Linked DNA regions of Mus musculus: regions 2 and 3 are each linked to region 1. The links are chromatin contacts, called in public HiChIP or PLAC-seq maps. All regions are on one chromosome and are shown on one strand. The core of a region is the stretch at or near the end of the contact, and the rest is flanking DNA. Distances in the headings are between cores, read along the strand shown.

Region 1 (2,802 bases), core at 181-2,680:
GTCACAGCAGGTAAAACCTTCTCATCAGGAATACACAAAGAATTAATGAGATTCAAAACAAACCTTCCAGTTAAAAATGGACCAAAAGCTTTAACGGACTCTTTACCAAGCATGGTCTGGCATGCAAAGGGAGATTCTTCAGCTGTGTTACTAAGGACTTAGCAGTCGCAGCATAGAGAAGAGCACACAGTTCTCTATTGTCCAGGATCTAAAACCCTGACACCACAAAATGCTAATATGTAGGGCATCAGGAATACTCAGTGATTGCTGACATCAAGGAATGTAAAAATATATTGGGAAAATCTTCATGTAGGAGTCAGTTTCTTTGAAGTAGACAAAATGTCTTTTACACCCGACTCTCTTGAAATAAGCCGTTAATCTACCAATCTACTAATTGCATGAATTGTTCATCCACTTATGAAGGTAGAGGTTTAACCTTCTTCAAAGATCTTCTTTCGAGCATTTGATAAAAGAGAGTTATGTGTAGGGCCAGTGTGGATCGATACCCTCAGTGCCCTGCTCTGGGTCCCTAGGGTCTTAGTACTTCAATAGACTCTTCCTGCTTCAGTCCACTGTTGTGCTTTCTCTGCTGGAGGGCAGGGCATTTAAGGCACTCCTGAAAGCCTTGGGTTTGGAGGTCCTTTGCCATCCCTGGCCTCCTTTATGCATCCCCCCCTTCTGTGCTGTCCAAAGGCAGGAGATGATGTGAATTAATCCTCCATCGCTCTGGCAGTGACTTTCAGCTGATGGATGACACTGAGCTCTATGCAGGGTCCTAAGCCCTAGCTGCTCCTTGACACATCTTTGTGGTTGCCTCCCCTTCCTCATCTTCCTTCCCTGTACCACTTAGCAGCATGAACTAAGACAAGAAGCACCATCTCTCATGTCCTCCAAGTTTCTCTTCCCCTCCTCCTTCGATTACTCTTTTCCTTCCCTTTCTCTTCCTCTATTCCTTTTCCTCCTCTTCCCTCTCCTTTACCTCTTCCACCTCACCTCCTCCTCCTCCTCTTCCTGCCCCTCCCTTCCTCTTCCTCTGTGTACTAAGTCCGTGTCTCAGGGCCTTGTGCCCATTAGGGAATCTCTCTATTGCCAAGTTCTATCCAGTCATATCTTGGTTTTTAAAATTTGCAAATGTCTTAATTTCCACCTACTCCCTGGTGACCTCTCAGACCTGACATGGGAAAGAAAACTTAAATCAGAACCTAAAATCCAAATTACTTCCACATTGATGAGGAAGATTTGGTTTCTAGGGTTTCAGCAGTGTGCTTTCTTTATCTTTATCTCTAATGGGGGAAAAACCCCTTTCAGTGGGTTCAGGATGGCTTGCGTGTTCCCCCTTTGCTCTGACTGCCATGTGGCTAGTGCTCCACTGATACAGCTTGCGTTGTGACTTCACTCTTAGTTATTTTTCCATGATGACCTCAGTCTTGGCTTGAGAGTCTGGAATCTGGGATCAGCTTGTTTACATTTTGATTTGCCCTGGAAGTGTGAGCCTCAGAGGTGGTTTAGCAAATACTTCAAGGACTTAAATAAACACAGAGTGCTGGGACTCAGGATCATAATCCTTGCATACTACTTAGGAACCAGTCTTCTGGAAGAAGCCAAATTTGTTCACTATTGAAACAGGTCTTTATTGATACAGTTGATGAAAATTCATCCTGGCATATGATTCATGGTTATTTCGTATGATTGTAGCATAGTTGGATAAAATGGCATATTTACTCAGAATTAGTAAATCAAAGGAAATAGTAAGCTTTGAAATTCATTCATCTACTCTTGAGAGATAAATATTATTTTATTTCACATGAATCATTCACAGCCTTGCTGAAAATACTGAAACTTCTCAAACTAGTGAAAACTTTTCACACTTCATTTTAATAACCATGTCATAACCCATTTTGATTATATTGCGTATATTTAGATTGTTTTTAGTTGCTATTTTCCTTTTATATTTTATTATTTTAATTTTATATGTATGAATGTTTAGCCCAAATGTGTGTGTGTGTGTGTGTGTGTGTGTGTGTGTGTGTATAAAATGTGATAAAATGTGCAGAGTTCCTGGAGTCACAGGTGCTTGTGAGCTGCCTTGTGGGTTCTGAGAAGAGAACCTGGGTCCTCTGCAAGAGCTACCAGTGTTCTTAACTACTGAGCCAACCCTTCAGCCCAAAGTTTGGTGTTTTAAAGAGGAGCTTGGTGTATTCCAGCATTGTAGATGATTTCCCAGATCTGGCTTCTGAATGTAGAATCCTTAAGCCTACAGCATACACATATTGCATAGTTGAGGCCTTTTCAATGCTTTGTGGTTGACTTTAGAATGTCTGTTACTGAGGTCTAAAGACTACAGACTTCCTTCAGGCGAAGTACCAACTTAAATTTCTTTGAGTTTATTTCAGTAGTTTTCTATGCTCATTTTTTTCTAATTTAATAGCAATAAGTTAAATCAATTATTCAAAAGGTGGTGATTTAAATATACAGAGACAATAATTTATTGTTCTGTTATGAAGCATGTTATTCATAAATGACATTTAGGATTTAGCATCATCACATCGAGTCAGTATAATTTAGGAAGTAAACTAAGAAAACTTAGTCAGTGCCCATCATACTTTGTTTGAGTGTGCTTGCTTCTTTTCTGGGAATGTAAATATTTCATTTACCAAGTAACTCTATTACCCCCCTCTGTGTGTATATATATATATATATATGACATTGGATATCTTCCAATGGTGTTTGTCCCATTTAAGACTGTATTCAAGTTGAGGAAATAGAAACAATAAAATTGCATAGAAGAATTTTGCAACTGCT
Region 2 (3,217 bases), core at 547-3,046, 550 kb before region 1:
CACTCAAACAGTGGGTGATTGGACAAGGAGCCCGGTCGCCATTTTTGTTTTATTATAAATTCACCACTCACCACTGGGATACTTGAAGAGTCACCTCGCCAGTTGTAAACCTTGTTTCTCCTTGCCTGTACAATGGACATCAGGAAGAGTGCACTGACCTTGCTAGATAGATCAGTCACTGCTGAAGAGTTTCCATTCAAGAGGACAGCTGTCACCAAGATCTGCATAATACTCGAGAGATGAGCTGTCATTCCCAGAGCTCTGGTAACATTCAACAAACACCGGGAGGTGTGAAACCCGTGCCCCCTCCCTCTCCCGGCGCCCCCCCCCCCCCCCACCGCTCAGATGAAATGAAATACATGCGTCCTTCCCCCACCCCCCACTCCCTGCTCAGATAGGTAAAGCCATGAGGCTCAGATAAAGTCTAGGAGGAGTTTCTATTCTGATGGGGCTGCTGGAAAAACAACCCTATAGGGACCACTGTTGGGTGAAAGATGACTCCAGATCAGCAGGAGACCCGAGGGGACCCTCTCACCCCTCTCTATTTCAGATGTCTAGAGAGGGACAGGCACTGCATGCATGCTTAATGAGTATTAACTGGGAGCAGCTGAAAGCATTAAGGACCAGCGTGTAACAGATTAGCTCACAGGGAGTAACCCAAACACATCTCCTTGGGGTTACATTTATCAGGGCACCTCGCTGGGTGTTCTCGCCGTCAGGAACCGCTTTGTAACCACATGCCCACTGCACCAAGGCCTCTGCCTTAGGAAGCGGCGCTGTGTTTGTTCACCCAGCGGAGCTTCCAAGGACATGAATTAAACATTTGTTCCTCCCAGCTCTGGCAGTTTGCCGCATTCTTGCGGAGGAAAGTCTAAAATGGCTTTGTTCTTTTTGCTGCAATCAAGGAGGGACCTGGAAGCAGAAGATACGGTAAGGCGAAGATCTTTAATTTGGCCACTAGGTGGCAAAAGAGTTCTACTGAAGATACTGCAGGCAGCCCAAGGCACTCTTAGGGAAATCCTAGACAGGTTTTCAGAGCAGGACAGGTTCTGTGAGAAAAGATCTCAGGGAAATGAAGGAGCTAAACTGATGCGAACAGCCTCTAGCACTCTGATCAAGACTACAAATCAGGATCCCAACTTCTAGAACAATCTTGTTCAACAAGCCACTCCGTTTCCCCCTCTTTAGGTATGCTCGTCTTGTATTCTCGGCGAAAATACAATAAGGAGGTGAACGTGGCATTTCAAATTAAAATTTAAACGTGCAGTTGCCAGTCTCGCGGTAGACACCTCTGAGATGACCCAAAGGCTTCGGACTCATAATTCTAACCCTCTTATGTCCTCGATCCCACCCCTTACGTCCTTACCCCGGCTGACCAGCAAATGTGCAGGTCAAATGCAGATGGAGACTCTAGCCAGCAGACCCGAATCCAAGCCCATTTGCCAGGTTCCCAAACCTTGATGTCTAGGCTTTCTAAACAAAAAGAGGAGGAACGACTCCATCATCAAATTCCCACCCAAAGACCATAGACATTCATCAGAAAGTGGACTTACTATCATTTTTATTTTAAAAATATTTATGATTGTGATGGATTGAATGAGATGTTCCCCCAAAGTCTCCAGTATTTGAATACTTGGACACCAGTTTGCAGTACTGTTAGGGGCAGCTTGGGAGTTACGGCCTTGCTGGAGAGCAAATGTGGACTTTGAGAGCTTAAAGCCTTGGCCAGTTTGAGTTGGCGTTCTCTGCTTCTTGCTTGCAGTTTGAAGAAGTGAGCTCTCAGCTTCCTGCTACGGCTCCGCCCATCGCGGCTCCGCCCATCGCGGCTCTGCCCCTCTGCCATCATAGACCTTTACCCGTCTGGTACTGTAGCCCAAGTATAACCTTCCTTCTATAACCTGTCTTGGCCACGTTGTTAAGCAGTAGAAAAGTAACTAAGACGCGGTCTTTTAAATTTTCATATACCCTATCATGTTTCAAAAAGGTCTTACAAAACAACTAAGCCACCCACACGTCTCAGAGACCAAGAAGTGCTTGAATGATGATAGCCCTTTCAACAAAAACTATTAAAAATATTTACTGGGTGCCACCTTAGTTAGTTTGTGTGAGTTATTTTACCTAATATCCTGTCAACAGAAATCATATTTGTCTAGCTCAACTGGCTCTTTTTTCTTGCCAACTATGAATTCATATTTTTGACAAATGAGAAATTTACACTAGTGGATCTACCCTGATGTGACCTTTTTCTTTTCCTGCCACTTTTGAGCTGTGTGAGGACACTGGGTGCTTGTGTGGCCTTGGTGATGCCCACATTTCTTAAAGCTTGTAGCTAGCTGTATTGTTATTTCAAACCATCTTAGGGAGATAGGTAATGCTGGAAGCACTTGGTTCTTCTTTTCCAAAGACCATTCTCTTGTTAAAGGGATCAGAGAAGAATCGATACCATTATAAATAAAGAATTGTGTTCCCAGGAGGAAGGAGCAGCTCTTCCTTATTCAATTATAATTAATAAATGAGGAGTTAAGGGAAAATCCACAAAAATCAGATACTGTGATTTTAAAAGACTCTTGTAGGTGACTCTGGATAAGTAAAATGAAGGCAAGGTCCCGCACATTGTGATTGTTCCTGTTCAGTATCCCATATTGTCCACATCCTTAATAAGGAGCAAAAAGATCACATTTCCCAGTCTCCCTGGCAAGTGGTTCTCACATGATTAACTTCTGGCCAATGGAATATCAACACCTGGTGGGTTAATTTCCAGGAAAGCTTTTAAAAACAGAATATAGACGTAGCCTTTTCCCTCCCTCTTTTTTCTTTGCTTCCCATCTAGAAGACAGATTTTATGGCCGCTATTATCGTGGATGCATGTGAAACATGAAGCAGCTGTAGGTATGGAAACCACGTGCTGACATGCAGACAGAGAGAGAAAAGGTCCTGATCACCCCGCAGAACTCCCAAGCCGGAACCAGTCTCACTGCCTCCAAACTATGCAAGCATTACACAGCACTCCACGTCAGGAGTTGGCAGCCAATAGAAACTTGAATGGACACAGGAGTATGAAAACCTGTGAGATAGAGAAAATGGTGAGAAACAGAGCTCTCTGTCTTTAAGTATATAATTTTTGTGCATAAAAAACTTTGGAGGTAAGAGTGTACACACACACATTGTTTTAATTATGGCTGAGGGATATTGGGCCACACAACAGAACAAGTGACAT
Region 3 (3,030 bases), core at 357-2,856, 660 kb before region 1:
GGAAGGGCGTGTGAATTCTTGTCTGTATGGTTGCAGGTCCAAGAGTGGAGAGAGGAGCACGGGCCTCTCTCTTTCCACAAACCAGGCATGAAACTCATCCTTGGATCCTGGCTTGCGACTCCTTTATTCTTGTTTATTTGTTCGTTTGTTTACTTTTTAACTTCTTGTAGCACTCACATTACAACACCAAGACACGTGGGGTGCAGCAGGGGCACAGCTCCTTCAAGGCTGCAGTCTGAAACCCCCTCTACCTTTGCGAAACAAGGCTGTGACTCCTTGCTTTCCCAGAAATATAAGAGCACAAGGAGGCTGTTTGGTGAGTGTTTGTTTAAAAGGTTCTGAGTGACTCTCCAGCCAGTAGTCATCTTCGAGCTTGCCGTTTGAAGTACTGGTTTTCATTTGTTTTTACTAAGTGGTACTAATTTTAATTTGGTTTTACTTATAAAAATATCTGGAAAAGAAGTGGGACACCCCTGACCCAACAAGGGTTGAAAGAAGATAATCCTTAAATTTCATCTTAAGAGTCTGCGTGCATGTGTGTGTGCTTGTGTGTGTGTGTGTGTGTGTGTGCGCGCGCGCGCGCGCGGAACCCAGAAGTTAACTTCCGGTGTCTTCCTCAATTTCTTAACACCTGGTTTCTAGCAGAGCTTGGAGCTCATCCGTGGGCTAGACAGGCTGACCAGCAAAACCCAAGGATCGTCCTGTTTCCACCTTTCCAGCACAGGGCTTGTGGGTGGGTGAGGCAAGATGACTCGACTGAGGATCAAATTCAATCTGAGCTTATGCACTTGACCAACTAAGCCATCGGTGGTACAGAGATGGGTCCCATTGAATGCACATGATTGAACGGATGGTGAAGTACGTCCGAACCCACACTCTAGACGTTTCCCAAGTGCCCCGGGCTGCCTAAGAATGACTTCACTTCACAGGATCTTGTCCTCAGCTTACCTTCTAGCATGCAGGGACCCAGAATTTGGTTTTTAGGGCAGAGAAGCCTTTTACTCTTGCTTTCCTTTCCCCGGCCTTAAGCAAAGGTGGGTCAGTTTTGAAACAGCACCTTCAGGACTGTTGACTGCGGGAGGCCAAAATGACTCCCACGAGAAACTTAAGCAGGCTTTGTTCCCTCTTGTAACACAAAGGTGACCTGTTCTTGGCCTCTGGGGTTGCTTGAACTCTAGAGCAGCTTTGGGGTTCAGGCTTTAGGGTATCAGGTTTGGTCCTGGCTGAGAGCCTGCCTCCCGTAAGTAGTGTGGGGGTAGGGATATGCTTCCCAGCAGACACCTCAAATAGGTATCTTCCATCATAGAGAGAGTCAGAGGAATGAGTTTCAGTCTGGGCATCTTTCTGAGGTATGGCTCCCTGTGTAGGGCCTCTAGATGCTACTGTCCCCTTAGGGGACCTTAGGTAGTCTCTCAGAGCTGGCTGCCCCATAGGCACCAGGTCCCCAACCAAGGCAGAGCGCCTCCATGGACCGCTGGCCTTCTGCCGTGCCGATCCGAGCCTGGCCGGCGGGGGGCGCGCTCCCGTGGGAACTTGCAGAGGCACAGGCCGGGCGGGCTGGCGGGCGGGACCGGGCCGCCCTCCACCTCTCCACCCCCTCGTCCTAGCAAAGTTGCCCGGGACTCCCGGCGCGTCGCCGCGGACGCTGGAGAGCAGGCGCTTGGCTCTGCCTGCTCCGCGTCTTCCGCTGCTGGCTGGCCGGAGCCTGCTCGCCCCGTCGCGCTCCCCCGAGGGCATGCGACAGCGGCGGGACGCTCGGCTCCCGGGCTCGGCGGCGCGGGCGAGCGACAGCGGTGAGTGCGGTGCGCAGCGCGGGATGGGAGGTTCCCGGAGCCTCTGCGGGCCGGGGCTTTTTGGGGGGATTCTTTGGTTTCTAATCCATTTCTCCAAACTCCTGGGGCGGAACTTTCCTCGCGGTGTGTGGCGTACCCTGCGCTTTCCCACTTCGTGTTTTCCCTAGAGCAAAAAGCAATGCAGATGCAAAAGCCGGGCTGCTTCGGCTTCGGCTGGGGACTGACGGGCCGGGAGCAGGGGTGCCAGGCTCCATCGCGACGCGCTTTGCAGGGGCGCTTCTTTCCAAACTCTGGGAAGTTATATGGTGATGGGAAACGGGTTCTCCCCGGGATCCCTGGGAGGTGACATTTCCCACCTTGCAGTTAGTTTCACCGGTGTGGTGGTCTGTCTGTTGGTAAAATCTCGAGGCGAGTGCGTGCGTCTCAAGATTTGGGAAATAGTTACCATGACCAGCTCTGAACGCTATCAGGGTTGTGCGGGATGAGCCAAAGGTCTCCCATCTCCCACATCACGGGCCACAATAGTGCTTTGTTTTGTAGCAGTTTCTTCATTGCCTTCTCTGTGCAAGTTGCAGCTATCAGAAGCTGCTTAGAATTTTCTCAGGCTTGTGATTTAAGGACTGGCTGAATCTTGGAAACAATTTAGTTTTATTAATGGGATCATGGGCAGGGCCCTCCAAAGCACTTAGAGGTTAATTTGTAAATGGGATGATTTTCCCTAAATGTTTCATAATTTGCCCCTGCCATTGCACACTTTTCTCCTGCCCAACTCTTGGTCTTGGAATGTCACATTAGGCTCTTCAGGGCTCCTTCTTGTAATTTGTAAGTCTGAGGACAAAGTGAATGTTAGACCTAGACAGACTCCTTTTTGCAAGTGTGTGAAAGTTGAGTGCATGCCCAGCCTTCACTTAATGCCCCTCGATTGAATTGCTAAAGAGAGTTCTTGGGTTTGCTGTCTACCGATATTTGCTTATCCTGCTGCTAGTGAGGTTTGGGTCCAAAGATTTGAATCCAGTGGACAAGTGATTAGAATTTCCCTTCTTGCTCCCACCAGAAGGAACTCCATCAGAACAGCCTCGATACTGTTTGTTTAAGCAAACTGAGCCATTCTAAAAACCTCTAACCAACAAATACTGCCTGTTAGGTGGGATCTATACCTTGAGAACCTGTGACCCCGGACATCTAACCATGGGACAAAACTTACACCGCTTGTCACGACCACACAGCTAGTGAAATA

Evidence for each region. HiChIP or PLAC-seq counts read pairs in DNA pulled down with a chosen protein or histone mark.
Region 2: a contact with region 1 is called in an HNF4G HiChIP or PLAC-seq map of pancreatic cancer cells. The contact joins two enhancer-like sites. A contact is called at or near these places in 3 of 484 Hi-C or Micro-C datasets (the G1E-ER4 cell line and pre-megakaryocyte-erythroid progenitors) and 3 of 115 datasets of contacts at active chromatin or transcription factors (embryonic basal ganglia, embryonic forebrain and pancreatic cancer cells).
Region 3: a FOXA1 HiChIP or PLAC-seq map of pancreatic cancer cells shows a contact between it and region 1. The contact joins the promoter of Lpar3 here to the enhancer-like site in region 1. A contact is called at or near these places in 5 of 39 promoter capture datasets (the HPC-7 cell line, HPC-7-derived erythroid cells, cranial neural crest and 3 more) and 2 of 115 datasets of contacts at active chromatin or transcription factors (embryonic midbrain and pancreatic cancer cells).

What each region holds. Positions count from the first base shown.
Region 1 is chr3:146,874,656-146,877,457 of GRCm38.p6, forward strand. All of the region lies in intron 1 of Ttll7 (tubulin tyrosine ligase-like family, member 7), which reads left to right. Among named protein-coding and RNA genes, the nearest start is that of Ttll7, 24 kb to the left of the region's middle. Within about 2 kb of position 1,431, at least 60 of the 459 cell types and tissues checked have an H3K27ac peak or open chromatin away from gene starts, as enhancers often do. A contact at or near this core is called in pancreatic cancer cells, where this site is marked.
Region 2 is chr3:146,327,170-146,330,386 of GRCm38.p6, forward strand. No RefSeq gene overlaps it. Among named protein-coding and RNA genes, the nearest start is that of Gm40167, 18 kb to the right of the region's middle. Within about 2 kb of position 1,797, at least 118 of the 459 cell types and tissues checked have an H3K27ac peak or open chromatin away from gene starts, as enhancers often do. A contact at or near this core is called in pancreatic cancer cells, where this site is marked.
Region 3 is chr3:146,219,355-146,222,384 of GRCm38.p6, forward strand. It overlaps Lpar3 (lysophosphatidic acid receptor 3), which reads left to right and starts at 1,607. Exons shown (of 3, transcript NM_022983.4): 1 at 1,607-1,793.